Linked DNA regions of Sus scrofa: region 2 is linked to region 1. A link is a contact called in public Hi-C data. All regions are on one chromosome and are shown on one strand. Each heading gives the region's core, a stretch centred on a gene start, on an enhancer-like site or on the middle of the called end of the contact. The rest is flanking DNA. Distances are from core to core; before and after follow the strand shown.

Region 1 (4,027 bases), core at 138-2,637:
TGATAGAAAGTTGAATATATTCATATTATAGATGAAAACAATTTCTTTGAGTTTGAGTTCATTTTTCTTCTGATTTTAAAAGAAATTAAAGTATGCTTGTCAAGGGCCCTTAAAGGTATTGTGGGCTGCAGATTTACTGAGTGCCTTCTCTATGTGGGGTCTGGACAAACACTGTTGCTGGCAGAACAGCAACCCTCGCCCCGTGTCTTTCTTCATTTCCACTCTGCCCCCTGCCTTTGGTCCCTGACATGGGGGTGAGTGCATCAAAGCCACGGGTGTCACCCCTGGCCCCTGAGTCTTTGTGGCTCGGTCCCTCTCGTCATTTCTTTCACCCTAGCAGGTTTGGCCTTTGCTCTGGGATCTCTGTTCATTCATTCACTCCTCCAACAAACGTGCGTGGCCCTGGTGTCTGTGTGTCTGCTCTCCATCCATCCCCCAGGCCTTCGGCCCTCTCTCATCTGCAGGCTTGCTGAGTTTCCAGCATGGGCTCTCTCCCTGCAGCCCCCTCCCCTTGCCATGGGCTGGGGGTGGGTGTTTTGTTTCATTCCTTGGTCTCTTCAGAAAACACTCAGCATGGAGCAGCTGCCCCTGCCTGGCTGTGTGCGAGTGTGTGTGTGTGTGTTTGCCTGTGCCTACTGAGAGTACTTCACCCCACCACTGCCTGCCAGCTCCCAGGCCTCTGCCCCCACCCAGGTGCCTCCTTCTAGATTATTCTAAAAGCACTGCCCCATTTTTCTGTCCCCCTCCAGGGCTCTGCCATTCTCCCTCTGCCTGCCTCTTTCACCCTCGGCTTTTCCCCTCCACGTTCATCCTTACACCTTGCAGTTTTGCTTTCCCTCAAGGGTGTAAGCATTCACCGAACACATTTCCACTGAGCACCTGGCCCCGGTCAGGGGTTGGGGTTCAGAGTGAGAACAATCTGAGGGGGGTGGGGGGCAGCCATGGGCAAGGCACTTACTGTTCCAGACGGACAATGAGCAGAACAGGTGCAGAGGCCTGGGAGAGTAGAGACGGGGTCTGAGCTTGAGGAGAGGGTCTGGGAGGGCTCCCCTGAGGAGGGGGCTGAGCAAGGCTGGAGGGCAGCAGTGGAGAAGCGGGGCTGGGGGTGGGGAAGGGATGCGTCCAGGCAGCGGGACAGCTGTGCGTGCCAAAGCCAGGAGGTGGGACAGCCACCCGGTCATCACATGCTCTCTTTCCTCTGCCCCCCCTGGTTCACCCCTGTTTTGGGGTGTGGGGTGTGATTGTATGTGGGAGAGCGAGCGGCGAGAGGGAGACAGACAGACTTACAGACTGACACCAAGAGAGGGCGAGAGAGGCGCACGCAACTCCGCTCTCCCCACGCCTCTGTCTCTGCGTCTCTCTCCTTCCCCTTCTCCCTGGGCTTATGGGAACCTTATCTTTTCTCCGGTTTCCTGCAGTTGTTCATGTGTGTGTGTTCCTGGGCCGTGTGTGGTTGTGCGCGGGTTGTGCAATGTGGGTGGCGTGGGCTGTGTGGCCTGTGGTCCCCTGCGGACCCCCGGCTGTTGCCTGAGTCCAGCGCGGGCTGTGCCGAAGGTCCCTTTCTTTCATTCATTCCTTTGCTTCTTCCGTCTTAAAACCCCGATTAAAACCCCCATCGATGGGGCTGCTCTTCAGAGGCGGCCTGGGGCTCTGTCCCCTCCTCTGCGGATCTTTCTCCCCCTCCTCCTCCACAGCCCCCACCTCGGCTTCCTCTTTCCAGGCCGCCCGCCCCTCTGCCCAGGGTCGCCCCGCTGTCTGGTCGCGTCCCTCTCGCTTTCGGTCTGTCGGTCAGCTCTTCACCCCTCCCCCACTGCCTTTCTGCGTTTCCCTCTCTTTTCCTCTCCTTTGTCTCCGGGTCTGCCTCTGTCTCTCTTTTTGTTTTGCTCTTTGTCTCTCTCTGTCTCTGCCTCTCAGTTGGTTTCAGCCTGACTCTGTGCGCTCCCTGCGTTAATGCGTTCTCTCCGCCAAGCTGTGACCGCATAGTCGTGTGTGTGTGTGTGTCCCCAACAACATGTCCCCCATTCGCTTCCTCCCCACACCCCTCGTGCGGGGCCCTCAGGCTTGTGCGTGTGGCCGAGCCGGGGTCTGTGCCCTGTCCCTGTCCCTGGTGGCATGTGGAATTCCCAGCGTGGGCAGCTGCGGCCGCTCTTGCTCTGCTCTGGGGGTCCCTGCTGGGGGCTTTGTCTCCTTTCACACCCCAGCTCTTCCTAGAACATCCATTGTGAGCAGCTGCTCCTACCCGCCGGGTGTGTGTGTGTGTGTGTGTGTGTGTGTGTGTGTGTGTGTGAGTGAGAGAGAGAGCCCCGCTGAGGACTAACAGGGACGGAGTAGCCCCCTGCCCAGGCCCCTGTCTTTGGGGTTCTCGGCTTTTATGCTTATTCTCTGAGCTATTTGCATTTATCTTTCCATTCAATCAACACTCCAGCCTCTCCTTTGCTGGGGTGGGCAGTGGTGTGTGTGTGTGTGTGTGTCTCCCTCCTGCCCGCCTGTGGCCCCCCTGTCTCAAAGGCCATTCTGAAACGGCCCCGTGTGCACAGATTCGGAGAGAGGTTGTGTGTGTGTATCCGTGTGTGACAAGCTGTCACTGTGTCAACTTGGCCACTTTCCCTAATGCTCTGCTCCTGCTCTGTGTTTTCTCTCGGTCAGTACGGAACACCTCGCATGACTGCACGCCTGAGTGTGTGTGTGTGTGTGTGTGTGTGTGTGTGTGTGTGACACATCTCTCACCCCTTGCTCTCTGTTCCTCTCCTTTCTCTGGCTCTGTTTGGATTTTTCCATGCACTCTGGGGTCCGTCTCTCTCCCGGCTATCCCCTAAGTTTCTCTGTCTACATCCATCGCTGCAGCTCTGTCTGGTGTTTGCTGTCACTCCACCGATGAGCACGTGGTGACCTGTCTTTCCTTCCATCCATCTAGCCATCCGCCTGTCTGTCTGAGAGTTATTTCTGGGCCCTTTTCCTACTCCCCACCCCGCCCCCCTTCCTGGTCCACTGTCGTTCTCCCTGCACAAGCTGCTGCTGGGCTGTCTCAGTGCCCACGACCCCTCCCTCTTCCCCTGCCCCTGTGTCATGGGCTCCAGACCAGCGCGGCTGCTCCCGGGCCCCTCCCCAAACTTGGCCCCTGCACCTCTCAAGGCGCATCACAGACTCAGCACCTTCCTGGCCCCCTTCTCCCCCATATGCATGCATCACCCCCACCTCCAACAGGTCACTCTGGCCAGGCTGTCCCATGCGGTGGTGGACACCTGCCCCAGCAGCCCCACCCCCTGATGCCTCCAGCTCCAGAGGCTGATGTTGGCCATTGCCTTCCAGCCTTGTGCCCCCCCCCCTCCGCCGGCCAGTCCCGGGTCTCTCTCTTTCCTTGCGAAGGTCTAAGCAGCAGGCTTTCTCTGTTGGTCGAATTAGCTTTTTTTTTTTTTTTTTTTTTTTGGTCTTTTGTCTTTTTAGGCCTGCACCCGCGGCATATGGAGGTTCCCAGGCTAGGGGTCAAATCGGAGCTATAGCTGCCGGCCTACACCACAGCCACAGCAATGCTGGATCCGAGCCGCTGTCTCTCTTGTGGGCATTGCCGCATTGTGTGTGTGTGTGTGTGTGTGGTGTGTGTGTGTGCGCGTGTGTACCTGTGCCCACGCGTGCTCGTGTGCACCTGTTCCTCTTTCCCCATCTGATATACTTCTTTCCTTCCTCTCTTATCTTCATTCTCTCATTAAAAAAAAATTGAGATATAGCTTAACATACCACAAAATGCACAATCTTAAGTGAAAAATCCCAATGAATTTCACGCGTTGTCTATACCTGTGGAACCGTTTCCCTTGGAGCAGACACAGACCCCCCAGCCTCCAGCACTGGCTCGTGACCTCCCCCAGCCCCCCAAGGGAACTGTTATTCTGACTCCAGGACTGTTTATTCTCATTGTTTTGAATCCAGAACTCGATCGGGATTTTTTGTTTTCCCCTCACTGTGTATATGTGTGGCATTCTGTCTCTCCGTCTCGGAACTTTCTCGCACGTTGCTTTCCTTCTGAGATCCC
Region 2 (3,907 bases), core at 1,392-3,891, 100 kb after region 1:
TTCTCAATGAAGTGTGCCCCTCCCCGCTTTCAAGGGGTGTGCCTATAGCCCCCCTGCCCCAGATGTTCTAATCTCAGTCTAGATACAATGTAGCTGGGTTCAGGGAGACAGGCCTTAGCAGCATGGAAGTGTCTGGCTGCTCTCAACACAGTAGGAACCCCCTTTTCAAAGGCAAGCAGCAGCCCTAGGGCTTTCCAGATGATCTTGGCAAAGCCCAACTGCAGGGCTTCCTCCATTCATCAGCAGGGCTCTGAGTGCAGCATGGTGAGATGACAGATCTCCAGGCAAGGGCTGCCCTGGTGGGCTGCACTGGCATAGGTGGCTTGAATGTGCAATGTCCACTCCCCTCTTTAAGTCGCCCGTCCAAACCCTCATGTTACAGCAGGAAACACAGTCCACCAGAGAAGATGGAAGGAATGTGTTCATTTTCTATTCCTGTGCAATGCTTAGAAGCCTGGTCTAAACACATCTTGTTTATAAATTTTTTTCCAGAAACGATACCATGAAAACATTTTATTCCGAGAGAGAGCAATGGGAAGAATTGGAAGTGACTATTATACTGCAAAGCCCCCCCCCCAATCCAGAGCACCCCCTCTTTCCTTAAAATGTTTCCACCACCCCCTCAAGACTTTGCCCCCATGAGGCCAAGGATAGAGCAGATGAATTATGAGGGGACTGGAGTGCTTCATGCGACTCTAGCACAGGGGAGTCTCTTGGGACTAATGCCCCCAAAGGATGTTAGTTTCTTAGCTTAATCAGTTGAGGTTAAACCCCAAAGGGATTTGGGTACCATGACTGTGTGGAATGCTACATGACACTGTTACCTCTACCTGTGGAATATTTGGATTGTGACTGAAGGACAAGCTTCTTGAGCTTCGGCAGCAGGACAGCAACAGCTTATTACACGTGGGTTGGATGAGGGAGCAGGTTTGTTGTGAGCCATTTGCTAGACATCTACTTTCAAACTTGTATCTACTCAGGAGCCAGCACCCTAAAGTGAGATTCTGAATTTGCAGTTAGTTTACCCCTAAGGATTTAAACATGCACACACACACAAAACATTAGTCTAACAGCAGTCTTTTTTTCCCTGGTGACCTCTGATTTCCTCTCTATGCCCCAGAGACTTGTCACCATCTTCCCTGGTTATGATCTTGCTCACCCCCACCCCTGCTGCCCTCTCTCCCTCCCACAGGGCCCATTCCCCAGCAGGACCCAGATTCCTGAGCATTCCCAGAACAGGAAGTCAGAGAGCCAGGCAACACATGGTCCTTCGTATATCACACAGTGACAGGCTCGAAATGGAATGCATATGCTTCAAAGATAAGAGAACAACAACAACAAAAGACAGCCAAACCCAGACTTCCAGATTCCTCTTTGAAACAACATATTATAGATAAAAAGTTAAACTGGTTTTGGCAGCAATTCTAACAAGACCAAAGTCAGATATGGAATTGACCTGGTCACTGGAAACCGCCCAGGGCACCACAATCTTTCAACAGATTTGCTTGATATTAATTAGTCTTTGATTTAAAACAAACAAATAAATAAACAAGATCTAACATTTGGCCTTAGCACTTAAGCTGGAACTTTTTCTTTTTTTTTTTTTTTTTTGGTCCTGGCTTTGGTGTTGCCGTCCAGAAGGCTGAGGGGATGGTTGTACCATGTCAGGCAGGGCAAACAGAAGCTGTCCCCAACACACCAGTTCCCTGAAAGGGGTAAAACACGAACCAAACCTATAAACAGAAAGACCATTTCTTTCCTAGGACAGACCTCAGTCTGACCCAACATTTAATGTTGAAAAGGGACACGGAGGCCTGGAAGGAAATTAAAGGCGGTCTGGAAGAGGGAAGAAAAAAAAAATCAACTGTCTCCCATCCCCCATTCTTCTTTTCAGGCCATTACTGTGCCAGGCATTCCATTCCTTCAGCTGCCCTTGAGGGCCACTCCCCATACGTACTGGAGGAAAGGGAACAGGTCGGCAGACCTGATAGAAAATTAGAAGGAGTAAGAAGCACCCGCGACCCAAAGCTGAGAGTCAAGCTATCACCCCGGGCACCAAGGCGGTGGCGTGGGAGCGGGAGACCCCTTTCTCTCCTCTCCACGTCCCTTCTGATTAAAAAAAATGCAATTAAAGTGGCAGGGACAGAGTGACAGGACTCTCAGAAGCTGAGCCCCCTGCCATGTGCCCCGGGGTCTAAGAAAAGGTGGCCGCACCCCTAGCCCCGCGCTCCCTAGCTCTGCCTGCTCCCTCCCGAGAGCAAACAGGCGAGCGCTGACCTTGGAGGCCAGAATCTGAACCTAGGAGTCCGGTGACACGCCCTCGGGCCGGGAAGGGACCCCCCAAGGCCCAGGCTGGGGACGAAACAGGGCAATCACGTGACACCGGACAGGGGCGGCCCAAGGTGCACGGAAGGAAAACCCCTGAAAGGGACCGGACGACGCCTAAGGTGACCCCGAAGGGACAACATGGCGGCGCGGCCGCATTGAGGGCCTCTCATCCCGCCCCCAGGAGGCCAATGCCACAGTACCTGCAAGCCCTGCCATGGCGCCGCCGCCACCGCTGTCGCCCTCGCCGCCGCAGCCTGCCTCCACCTCAGCTCGCCACCGACGCCGCAAGAAGCCGGGGAGACGCCCCCTTGGTCTTCTAGACGAGCCGGCCGAGGACCCCTCCCGGGACCGAGCTGCCTACAGCATACGCCTGATCATACGACCTAAATTGGGGTCACTCTCGCCCACTATCCCCCCAATATTTGCCACATATAGCCTTTTGAAGACGTCCTACCAACGTGTGCAGAACTCCAGGGGCTCTGAACTCTTCAAGTCTAAAGTAGTTTTGATCAGGCGTATGCCGGGCAGCCCCGAATCTCGGCTCCTTTGGTCCCCTTATGCATATGCAGCAGATTGTGATCTTTAACACGCTGAGAGAGAAGGGGGCGTACCCTCGTCTCCGTAGGTGAGCGTTTGTTCACTGCGACCCTCGTGGATGACCCGAGTACTCTGGGAAAAACCTTCTCGTGGCTCAAAGTCCGCCTCCTCCCCGGTCCCTTCACCAAGGCCAAAAGGTCAGGAACGGAACTATTCCGGCTCAGAATTTAGGATTTGTCTTGGGTCAGGATCTGACTCTTCCCCACTTCGGGCGAGCCACTTGCCCACTGCGACTCATCTTCCCCAAATCTGATGAAATGCCTGCTTCACAGGGTGGTTGTAGGGATTAAATGAGTCTGTGTATCCATTTATTAGCTAATGAAGCACATTCTTCGAGGTCTTGCTATGCGTAAGTGCAGTGCTAAAAAGGCAAGAGAATAGAATGGAGAGTGACACAGGCGCTGTTCTAACTCAAGGCTCTGCCAGTCCACTGGGGGAGAGTGACGGAAGGGCTTCTACAATCATCGAAAGAGCACTCTCTGTTAATAATTTTAATCAAATCAACATATAATTATGCACGATGGGAAGTGCTGTGGGTGGAAAATGAAGAATGTTATGAAAAGTTAGTGGAATACTAATGTGGGGTGAAGAGTGAGGGTGGTCTCTCCATGGGAAGCTGGTATTTAGGCGGACACCAAGGACAGTTAGGAGCTGCACAGGGCAAGAGTGAGAGGGGAAATGTTCTAGGCAGAAAGAACCCCTTGTCCTAGATGTGGGGGTGGAAAGGAGTGGGTGAGGGTGAGAAATGAGCAAGTAGGGCAGGTTGTGCTACCTAATGAATTTGGATTTTCTCTTGAGGGTAATGAGAAGCCATTTTCATCGGAGGGCTGATAACCAGATTGCGGTTTCTGAAAGGCTACCCTGACTGCATGACTTAGAAAGCACTTTCCAGTGGGTGTAGGGGGACCAGTTAGAAGGCTGGTTTCAGGTTTCCAGGTGCACCTGGCAGGGTGGTGGCTTGGGGAGGTGGAGAAGTAAAGAA

Evidence for each region. Hi-C and Micro-C count contacts between places; a contact is called where the count stands out from the background.
Region 2: a Hi-C map of fetal liver shows a contact between it and region 1, with 2.0 times the contacts expected there. The contact joins the promoter of BLCAP here to the enhancer-like site in region 1. A contact is called at or near these places in 2 of 5 promoter capture datasets (fetal liver and liver), 10 of 47 Hi-C or Micro-C datasets (brain, embryonic fibroblasts, epiblast stem cells and 4 more) and 2 of 2 datasets of contacts at active chromatin or transcription factors (alveolar macrophages and skeletal muscle).

The regions. Positions count from the first base shown.
Region 1 is chr17:40,528,509-40,532,535 of Sscrofa11.1, forward strand. No RefSeq gene overlaps it. Among named protein-coding and RNA genes, the nearest start is that of SRC, 60 kb to the left of the region's middle. Within about 2 kb of position 1,388, at least 17 of the 83 cell types and tissues checked have an H3K27ac peak or open chromatin away from gene starts, as enhancers often do. A contact at or near this core is called in alveolar macrophages, brain, epiblast stem cells and 1 more, where this site is marked.
Region 2 is chr17:40,630,972-40,634,878 of Sscrofa11.1, forward strand. BLCAP (bladder cancer-associated protein) reads right to left here and starts at 2,642. Exons shown (of 3, transcript XR_001302112.2): 1 at 2,529-2,642.